Linked DNA regions of Rattus norvegicus: region 2 is linked to region 1. A link is a contact called in public Hi-C data. All regions are on one chromosome and are shown on one strand. The core of a region is the stretch at or near the end of the contact, and the rest is flanking DNA. Distances in the headings are between cores, read along the strand shown.

What was found. Hi-C and Micro-C count contacts between places; a contact is called where the count stands out from the background.
Region 2: a contact with region 1 is called in a Hi-C map of the Rat2 cell line, with 16 times the contacts expected there. The contact joins two enhancer-like sites. A contact is called at or near these places in 9 of 12 Hi-C or Micro-C datasets (the A7r5 cell line, the Rat2 cell line, Schwann cells and 4 more) and 1 of 1 datasets of contacts at active chromatin or transcription factors (oligodendrocytes).

What each region holds. Positions count from the first base shown.
Region 1 is chr2:152,400,041-152,405,426 of GRCr8, forward strand. No RefSeq gene overlaps it. Among named protein-coding and RNA genes, the nearest start is that of Trnaa-agc101, 13 kb to the left of the region's middle. Within about 2 kb of position 4,036, at least 17 of the 93 cell types and tissues checked have an H3K27ac peak or open chromatin away from gene starts, as enhancers often do.
Region 2 is chr2:152,476,602-152,482,403 of GRCr8, forward strand. No RefSeq gene overlaps it. Among named protein-coding and RNA genes, the nearest start is that of Ccnl1, 28 kb to the right of the region's middle. Within about 2 kb of position 3,005, at least 60 of the 93 cell types and tissues checked have an H3K27ac peak or open chromatin away from gene starts, as enhancers often do.

The DNA.
Region 1 (5,386 bases), core at 2,786-5,285:
AGGGCCCTTGTCTCCAAATAAGTTCATGTTCTGAAAGGGGGCAGGGATGTAGCACATCAGCACATTTTGGGACGATATGACTCAATCCAGAACATTACCCATCTCAGGGTCTGAGGGAATTACCTCATGACTTGATGTAAGTATGACAGTTTTCGTGTTCTTTTTAAGATTCGAGCAAACCAAACACTCAAGTCTATAATCAAAGCACTCTAACAGAACGCATATCTCTGAAGTGTGACACACACACACACACACACACACACACACACACACACTGAGTGAAGTTAAGAATCCAGAAAGCGATTTTACATAGGCTCTCAAGATGCAGTACAAAGATGCCAAGTCCAGACCTTTTCATGCTTCTGAGTGTGTTCTTGCCGAGTGTAAAGGAAGCGGTGAGGCCAGAAAGCTTCTCCTGTAGCTAAGTGATCCAGACAGTGTTGCCTGAGGGCTCAATGGAGAGTCATAGCTCGGAACACCTGGATAGTCTCCAGTCTCCAGCCAGAGAAGCAGAAAAGTAATACACACACACACACACACACACACACACACACACACACACACACACACACACAAGCACTGTTCATCCTGTTTCCCTGACATAATAGCTTCTAAAGAACAAGTTATTGAAGTTCAGGTACCATAGTGTTTGGAGACAATGAAGATGGCCCTGGTATAGTAACGGGCTTCCTAACACACTGATCAGATTCATATTTTTTTTATGACAGTAAATGTGCCTCACGTAATAGAACTTACCGGCAGCACTAACTGTGGTCGTACTGTTCTTTTATTTCCTAAGAAATAACACTTTCAAAAGTGACAAAGGACTCTCTGACAAAGTCCCAGCCATGAGAGTACAAATGACTCAAGTGACAAAAGGAACTCAGTGTGGTTAGCTTATTGCCCCACTTGATTCCTGACACAAAAGCAGGTTGAGCCAAGGCATTTCCTCATCCTGAGTATCAGTGCCAGCCCAGCAGAGAAGCCCTCAGAAATGAACCAAAGGATGGGCAGGAGTCACCGACAACACCAGGTACCTTAGCCACTCACTCAAAAGACGTTTCTCCGAAGCATTAGCTGCAAACGTGAGTTCACGGCTCTCCTCCTTTTCCTATCTCACGATTCGGAAATCCGAACTTTCCAAAGGCAGTTGCTATCTACAAAACGATCTGTCAGCTGCACTACAAGCAAAGAAAAATAGCTCTAAAGGGAGGCCTTTGGAGAACTTGGGACCCACGGTCACCACGCAAAGGCAGCAAGGAACTGTGGCCTTTGTTGGGGAGAAACCTGTGGAGTCACCAGGCTTTAAAAGCTAAGTAAGCACTGAGGGGGAGGGGGAGGGACACTCACATGAGCATGGGATGACAAAAGAGAGGAGTCCACAGGGAGAGCAGCCCAGGGAGCTCAAGAACGAGATCTAGCCAGAGAGGCTCAGCCCCATGAGTCATGAAGAGGCTCCCGTCTCTGAGGACATGTTATTTTGACAGGGTTTTCAAAGTCTGGAGAGACTATCTCCAGAGACTGCACCATACCCTCTGTCCTGATTCCACCTCTGCCTGGACATTACAGTCTCTTTCTTGTTCTCCCTCCTGAGAATGGAAGGTGCCCAATAGGGAGAGACAAGGGCGCTCTGCCCCGGGCCGCTGGCATTCTGTGGAACCAGCAGTACAGAGGATTTCTGAAGACCGCGCAAGTCTTTAACTGTCTTCTTTGCCCCACCCCCACAGACCGAGCCCAGGCCACGGGGTCATCCCTGTGGCAGCTGAGATAGGCAAAAAGGGCCAGACATTGACCAGAGACCAGAGCTTGCTGGCCTGGGGGCCCTGTGAGCACTCTGGACTGCATTCCATGCTGCCTGCCAGAGCCTAGCAAGAGCTCTAGGGAGAATCAGTATTGTAACATCTGGTTTGTAGCCAGGTGTTGTGTGAGTTCAGATTGTGTGATTATTGTTCCCAAATGTTTTTGAATCCTCAGGGAAGAGGAGGGTAAAAATCTAATTCCTAGGTCAAGATAGTGGAGGAATCAAACCCCAAATATTGTCCTCGCCACCAGAGTTGCCCAGCTGTTTCCTCTTCCCGTGGTTCATCCTGTCCCTGGTTCAGTAAGCCACAGGGTTCCTGAAACAAGATGAGTCCAAGCCCCAGATGGAAGGATCCATCCCAGGAGCAGCAACTTAAAAAGAAAATGGCCCTGGGAGGACAATTAACACAGAGTGCTAAAATACTATATAATGTAAGTCCACTTAGAGAGACTTTCTCCCCAAACTGGCCAGGACAGACACTGGTTACATTCAAAAGAAAACAAAACAAAACCAAGAGTTGGCAAGATGGCTCAGTGGGTAAGGGTGCTTGCTGCCAAGTCTGAAGTCTGGACTTCAATCTTTTTCTTTTCTGGAGCTAAGGACCGAACCCAGGGCCTTGCGCTAGCTAGGCAAGGGCTCTACCACTGAGCTAAATCCCCAATCCCTGGACTTCAATCCTACAGCCCAATGATGGAATGAGACAAATGACTCCTACAAGTTGTCTTCTGCCCTCCACACACAAATGAATGAATGTCTAAAAAGAAAGCCTTCTAGAAAAGAAGAAAGCCCTCTGGTTCTGCAGGTCACACCTCTCTCTCTCTCTCTCTCTCTCTCTCTCTCTCTCTCTCTCTCTCTCTCTCCATGGCGGCTGTGGCCTCCCCAGAGGCCATCAGTCTATCCCCACTTGGACTCTAGGGACATTTGGCAATGACAGAGCAGGTTTCAGCTGCCACGGATGGGGGTTGCTACTGGAATTTAGAAGCCAGAGATAAGGAATGTTGTAAACCTACAATAGGCAGCAGACTCCAGATGTCAAAGAGCTGAAGAAGCCTTGCCTAGAGCAAGCCTCATCCTCTCACCAGCCCAGCTGTCGCTGACTAAACAGAAAAAAAAAAAAAAAACAGAACAGAGCAAGGGTAACCGGAAAACCTGCACAGAGTCGTCGACCATCAAAACTTAATTTATTAGCCAGGAATAACGGCAGTACTCGTCTATAATCCCAGCACAGGAAAGGCAGAAGCAGGAGAACCAGGGGTTCAAGACAATGCTGGACTTATATAGAAAGTTTGAGGCCAGCCTGAAGTTGATGATGATGACGACGACGACGACGACGACAATAATAATAATAATAATAATAATAATAATAATAATAATAATAATAATAAACAATAAATAAATCAGTCCTAGTGATTGCCTTTGACTAGTCTGAAGTCAGCTACTCTGTGTCTCTTTCAGTGACTAAGGGCATAAGTGGAATCCCAGTCCCCTGAAAGCTAACAGTCTGAGATGGGCAGCAGTGACTGGGCAGAGGAAGAAAGGTGATGTAGAGAGCGTCCATCTGCACCTCCATTATCCACCCTCACTCAAATACGCAACCCGTGCTTCCAGGCACAGGGAGATAAAGGCGGCTTCTTCCCACTCTCTGAGCGCTGGCAGCCAAGCCAGGAGGATGAAATTCATACACAAAGAAGCGGAATACAAAAATGCCTTTTGGAGAGGAAAGTACAGCAGGTGCTGGTCACAATGTGTAGGAAAAGAAGGGATGCTCCCGTGTGGTAGAACCACATGAAGATTGGGTTTTAGCCAGCTGATGGCCCTGCTGGGACCTGGGCGTGCCCAGGGCAGGGTTACAGTAGGGGTCAGCCATCATACTGACAAGAATTTTCATGCATGGGTAGGAGGGGGACTGCGGCAGGCAGGGAGTTCTGGCTCAAAGCATCCTTCCTGCCTGGTCTTTGGCTACTCAACAGAACTCTGAGCTTCGCTTTCCTTTTCATTCCTCTCTCCAAGCGACAAAAGTCTGATCAACCATCATTCAGGACCTCACACTACAGGAAGCCGCGAGGACATTAACAACAAGATGATCAGCATCCATTCGGTTCCAGAAGGACCCAGGAACCGTTACTCACAAGCTACCTAATGTTTTTTGCTCTCTTCATGTGCCTCTGGCTTCGCCGGCAACGGCAGCTACCCAGGTGAAAAGCCACTGGCTTTGAAGACGCGCTAATAATTTCCGTGGCCTAGCTGTTTTCCAGGGCTGCTAACAAGCATTCGGACTGACTGCCCCGTGAGCTTTCTCCTCTGACAATGAAGCAACAGAAAGGTCAGCGGCCGGACACAGAAAGAGGAGAAGGGTCCTGAATAAACACAGACAGTTTAATCAACCATGAAGAAACCCAAGAGTTGACTGAAAGTGCTTTGTCAGGGGCAGAAGGGAGGGCCTCTGCCCTCCGAGAAAGGCGAGGAAGGTTGGAGGTCACCTCTCTGACCACAGAGGCTGCCTTGGTGCAAATGTCAGTGGGAGACTGAAAAACCAGAAGGGCTTAGAGAGGGAGGTAGGGAGGGAGAGAGGGGAAGCAAGAGAGAGGGAGGGAAAGGGGAAGCCAGCATTTGGGCATTTTCCAGAGGACTGGGCAAACAAATGTTCCCTGGAAAGAAGACAAAAATATCTTAGCTCAATAGGAAGGGAAGACGCATCCAGCGTGAGGACTGGAGAATCTGTTACCCCTTCAGGCTTTCGTCCTTCGGGCCTGTCATCTCTGATTCCAGATTCCTTGGGTTATTTGAAAGATTGCTTTATTTGAATTACATCAGTGTCCTTTACTTACATCTAAAAAAAATCAAGGTCAAACTATGTTGATATGTGGAAGGGAATTTAGATGAAGGAGGGTAAGTCCTCTCTCTGGCCCTGTAATTACTTTCTTTGTAAGCCTGAATACCCAATCAGATGAATGTCTTCTCCACACATCTTGTCAGTTAGAAAACACCTTTAAACAAAGGAATCTGGAAGGCACAGCAACATCTGTGTCCAAATATATCCAAGCCTGTTTATTTTATTTTAATTGAAAATCAAATTACTTTAGATGAACAAGTCATTTAAAAACAGCACATTTTTAGGTAATTCTTAAGATCATTTTGCAGACCATGAAAGCAACTTGATGTCAGGCTCTGTCTTTATAGGCTATTTCTGAGCTGTGAAAATATCAGCATGAAATCGGGGATAGCATTCAAAAAAAAAAGTCTATGACTTGAAATGATTTGCATAAGAATTTCTATTCCACTAGAAACCCATGTTTTAAGGACAGGCTGATCCTTCCCTGTAAGTAAGCTCCTGTATTTTGCTTACTTTTTTCTCAGCACAATTAAAGATACATTAAAAGTCACAAAATATTGTTTTGACGAACATTTCTATTAAAGCTAGCAAATGTGGAGCCAGTTCTAAGGCAACGCCCTCAGCAAGCCAGAGGGCAACTTTCAGACCCTCCAATTTCATTTGAGTAACTCACATCTACGACGATCTTCGAGTCTGGGATCTGGTCTGACAAATGTTTACTCCTTTAGGCTCACTGTAGTTTCTTTTAGAGC
Region 2 (5,802 bases), core at 1,755-4,254, 76 kb after region 1:
TGACCTTGAACTCACAGAGTCCACCTGCCTCTGATTCTCAAGTGATGGTGCACAGGGCACCACACCCATAAATAGGCCTTGATTTCTCCCTCACCATGATGGATTAACCCCTCAAACTGTAAGCCAAATAAACCCTCTCCTCAAACTGCTTTAGGTTGAGTATTTTATCCCAGCGAAGAAAAAGTAACCAAACTAACCAGCCATTATGAAACACACACACACACACACACACACACACACACACACACAAACCAAACAAAAAACCTGTGAAAGTTCCCATGCCACCCCATGCAGAGGGAGGCTTGGGTATCCATATTTGGAAGCCTCTGGAAAAGGCAGGCAGACTTCTGCTTTCCAAAAGGCAGAGGAGGGACAGACCACTCAGGTGGGAAGATCAGGCAGAATGATGCTTCCAGCCAGGTAATGAGCCATCTACCCTTTTTCTGCTTAGTCAGAGCCCATAGAGAGGGCCAAACAGAAGTCCTTCAGTGACTGCCAGGCAGCATGGCATAAAATGGTGACTGAGTCACAACTGCCTGAGGGGTCATGGCCAGACCTTCCCAGGCTTGCTAATCTCAAGTCAGCACAGAGATTCTCTCTGATCTCCTTGGAGCAGTGAGTTTTAGGGAACTGTCACGGAGCACTAGGAACAAAAGGAACCTCAGACATGGTGTCTCCGATGTTCTACCTCCAACCTTCTCCAATATGTGACCTCTCAGGCTGTTTGGCCTAGCTCCACCAGTCCTGGTCACGTTCAGAGCTAAGGTTTCCTTTCTGCCTACACCCTCCTAGGCCCTGGAAAGGTGCTCCAGTTTCCACAGACACTTCCTGCTACTTTCATCTCCGTTCTTTGAGGTAGCGTTCTTGGCTTACCAGCAAGAGCTGTAGATCATTTACGCAGGAAAACAGCACTTCCTGTTTCTGGCCTCCAATGTTATTCAACATGGCGACCCTTGCTGAGATTTGACAAACTCCTCCCAGGTTCTTTCCAGTGCCAGTACAAGGAGTCCAAAATCATCTTCAAATCCCCCTTTAATTCTGGAGGCTGTCACCCTCTGAGTCTGAGGCCTCAGTTCGAAGCTGACTCAGCTGCAGAAAGCTGGATCAGGGCCTGCCTGACTGCCCTCACAGGAAGGTGCAGAACACAGCCTCAGGAATGCCAGGCCGTCTGCCAAGGGCTCCTTTCTTTTTCATGATCTAGTTTCTTAGTTCCTCTTCTCCCAATCTTGAACTGCACCCAACAGTCCCCTGAGGGTGGTGCTGGAGGCGGGGAACTGAACTGTGTCTCCTGTCAGGTATCCCTTCTGACAGTTCCTCCCACAGCTGGGCCTGCTTGGTCAGACCAGCCCTAGGTCATTCGGCGTGACCCTGAGCAGGGGTAGTGCCCATCGGTGGCTGTCACCTCTGACCCTTGAGGATGATTGGCAGTGTTTAGGATGCCATCTACCTGGCTCACCTTCCTAGGCCTCTTGCTGAAGCTCCTCCACCTGCCTCAGGCCTGGCTCTGCTTTGCCACCAACTCCTTCCTCCCACAACTTTTTTGACTCCTTCTTTTAAAAAAAATAATAATAATGAAATGGGTCTGGAGAAATAGTTCAATGGTTCCCAGCACCCTCATGGTAGCTCACAGCCATCTATAACTCCAGTTTCAAGGGTTCTGATATCTTTTGGCCTCCAAGGGACTGCAAACATGTGGTGCACAGCCGTATATGCGCACAAAACACGCACACATTTTTTATCTAGAAACTCAAGGGCTGGAGAGATGACTCAGTGGTTAAGAGCACTGACCGTTCTTCCAGAGGTCCTGAGTTCAAATCCTAGCAACCACAGGGTGGCTCACAACCATCTGTAATGAGATCTGATGCCCTCTTCTGGTGTGTCTGAAGACAGCTACAGTGTACTTATATATAAAATAAATAAATCTTTTAAAATATTAAAACATCTCTAAGTATTCTGTAGTGTTCAAGTTGAAAAAAAAATCAAAACAAACTAGCCTAGGCTGCTTCTTGCTGTACACACGTCAGAGTTAGATGACAGTTATGTACCCCCTAAGGAAATAAACAATACTACTTTCATTTTTCGTGTAGGTTTAACATCCCCTTCACTTTCTCAGAAAGAAATTAAACACTAGTATCTGTGTGGTAAGATAGCGTCTCATAGTGTCCAGACTCCGGCAAGGATTTTGCCCTTCTTGCTGGTTTTCCTATCTCCTGGGTGTGTGTGCAGCTGAGAGAGAAGGGGTGGGGGTGGGGGAGATGACACTCCGAAGAGGAGAGGGAAAATTGGGGGAAGAGGCACACACACACACACACACACACACACACACACACACACACACACACACACACACAGCGCAGACCTATTGTTCCAGAGGTGGCGGCTACACTCTTTGGGGCAGTACCCTGGATCTTCCTTTCAGGGAGCAGAGAATTGCTTCCCCATTTAGTGCCTGTGTTTTGTTTGTTTTCTGGCCTTTTCTTCTTCGTAAATCAATCGCCTTTCCTGATCACTCGGCCTGTGCAACACATATTCCTCCCTGTCTGGTCAGCTAAGTGAGCTGCCCCCTTTGTGCTCGGTTCCTGAGGGAGGGAACTAAGCGAATCTCCCACCTGCACAGGGTCAGAGAAAGCGTGAACAAGGACAAGGACGTGCTTGGCCCCGAGGGAGGCAGAGTGAGGGGGATCTGGGTCTGAGTCTAGAACACAGTCTCCTCCGGTGAAGTGTAAAGGGTAGAGCTAAGCCGTGGAGCCCTTGAAGCTACGGCTTGCCGGTGTGCAAGGAAGGACTGAGCTGGGCGACATTATAAAAACTACCGCTGTCTGCCTGGTTTCTGCGCTCACCTACCTCACAGAACCCGGCTTATCCAAGGCTCTGAGAGAGGAGTTTTCCAGGAGCAGCCAGGATCCTGGTGGGCTCCGCCTCTGCCACTCTGTGACCTCATATAGCACTAACCCTCCCAGGGTAATTCTCCAATCCTTGGCCCCCGGAGTGGGGCAATAACTCCTGCCCCACCCTCCAGTTTCCTGGGACTGAAGTGAGAAGCAAAACCAACACTGTGAGGAAACACGGTCTGAAGCCAAAGCCCTTTGTGAGTCAGAGGTGGAGTCTCCTGTCTTTCCCCATAGTTTACCAGCCAACCCCCAACCCCACCCCAACCCCGTCCAACTAACTAGCCACAAGCAATGGTGACCGCGTGCTGTCCCCTAGTGGCCAAACTGCACCCAATTCATTTCAGTAATCTTTCCAAGTCCCCTAAGAATACAAGAACACTTGGCGTGTATCTTTTTCTGTTAATACTGAGCCATCATTTGGAGAGACGCTCGAGTAGATCAGAACTGTGTGGCCCATAGCTGCTGGGAGCACTCCGAGAGCTTCCTCAGATGTGATCTTACTAGCTGCTCACTGCCTCGAGCTAGGACTGCCTCGTGTGAACCTGGACTGTCACATACATGCTGGGAAGGGAAGAAGAACAGCTTTGTTTAAAACAAAACAAAACAAACAAACAAACAAAACAAAAAAACCCACACAATAAAACAAAAAACCAAAACACGCAGCCTTTGCCTTCACATCTGTGCGATAATCTGGTCAACAGTCGCCCTCTAGTGTCGGTGAATGTAACTGAAAATTCATGCCCTTTGACCGGATCACGTGCTTTCCCTTAGCCTCTGAAGTAGATTTACAGTGAATCAACCCCCTCTCCTCACCTCCCCTTCCCTCTGCTCCACCTTTTCCCTTTCCCTCCTCTTCCTCATTCTCTCCCCCACACACTTGTTGTTTTTAAGTGCGGAGGGAAGTAAGGTCTCATTATATAGTTCACGTGGGCTTTGAACTTTCCTCAGCCTTGAGAGAGCTATGGTCACATGTGAGCATCACCCTGTCCAGAACAGTCACTTCATTATACCCCTTGTCATTCAATCGATTCTCAGATTTGAGTAGTTTCCTTTTATTTGTTTTGGTTTTGTTTTGTTTTTGTTTTTTGTTTTTTGTTTGTTTGTTTGTTTGTTTTTTCCGGAGCTGAGGACCGAACCCAGGGCCTTGCGCTTGCTAGGCAAGCGCTCTACCACTGAGTTAAATCCCCAACCCTGAGTAGTTTCTTTTTAAAACTCTGCTCCTGGCCTAATGACTGCTATGGGCACAGGCTCTTGAGCAGATAGCATCATGGGCTTCAGATACCCATAACAGATCAAGGGAGAATCTTGTCAACTTGGTGCCAAGTATTGTATGGCCTTCATAACAACGGCAAGCACAGCACAGAATAGCTTGAGAGGGGCTGACCGAGATCCCAGGGACTCACCAAAGCATCTCAACAAGCCATTGCATTGCCCGTTCCAGGACTGGGTTCCTGAGGACTCCTGTTCAACCTTTTTTTTTTTTTTTTTTGGTTCTTTTTTTCGGAGCTGGGGACCGAACCCAGGGCCTTGCGCTTCCTAGGTAAGCGCTCTACCACTGAGTTAAATCCCCAGCCCCTGTTCAACCTTTTGATGTTGTCAAAGACATTTAATCTCAATCAGGGGCTTCTATTCAATTCCCAGATAAAAGACACACTTGACCTTTAATTTATAATAAGCCTTTATGAGCACGAAAGCTGGGCAGATATCTACCTATATGCCTTTAATCTCTGCTTTCCTATTGATAATCCCTACTTATTACTGTGTTCCACCTGGTTTTCTCTTAACTCCAATTGCCCAGCCCTCACGGCCATGATTTTAAGATTCTTACCTGGTGGTATCTTCCCTCCACCTCCCTCTCTCCCTCATGGTTCTCCTCCGACCCTAAGCCTGGGCACCCCCAAGCCCTGCCTATCTCAGTTCTGCCTAGCCTGATTTGTTCACCAATCAGGAAAAACTTGGTGGGCAAGGTTGCATAGCATCAGCTGGGTCTACGTGCAGACTCTCTCATCCCTGGAGGCAGTTAAGCCTCATGGGCCAGTATTTAGCATTACGATACAAAGCCGGGTCAGACCAACCCTCTACACTTTGCATTACAGCACAACATTATCTACAAAGTTCACCCTATGATCCAGTCGGCAAAAGTAATTGGCAGATGAAGTCAGTTCATAATCATCCTGGGACACATGTGGACAATGGGCTGCATGGTCTGTGCGTGTGAATCATGACAGTTCCCATAAGAAAGCCTTCTTCCGGCTCCTGCCTCTCAGAGAGGCATTCAGTGAGGTCATGATTGCGTCCCTGCTCAGTCTTCTCAGGTTGTGAAAACATGTTTCACCAACATCTGTGTGCCAGACACTGGGCTTTTCACATGCACCATTTCACAACCCTCGGGAAAACCTTGCAAGGTCGGATGATTTGCCCTGGTGTAGGTCTGAGTGAGGACATTGAGTTCAGAAAGGTTGAGTCTTGCACTAGATCACAAGGTGAACAAAGAAGAAAGGGTCAGTTCCTAGTAATGACAGTGTATCTGACCAAGGACAATTCTGTACATTTCTGCTTTGGGGTGAAGGATGGCCTCGATAGCATCTTAGGTGAGGACCTATGCCTCCACAGATTAGACTTGCAAATCAAGCCAACAGGTAACTTAGCTATGCATAGGTGTGACTGGAGCCAGATTTGCTCATTGTCCCAATTTCTCCTTCCATTCCTTTCCATCGTCAAAGGCCAAGTCATGACCAAGTCATCCCTGTGGCTGCATTTGTCTGTCTGCCACAAATGTGAGAGCAGCTGTGGGCTAACTTACCAAGAGAAGAATGCAGAAAACCCAGGTTTGGGGGCCAGGTGGTTTAAATTCCACCTCTGCTGGGCTGGAGAGGTGGCTCAGCAGTTAAGAGCACTAGCGTCTCTTCAT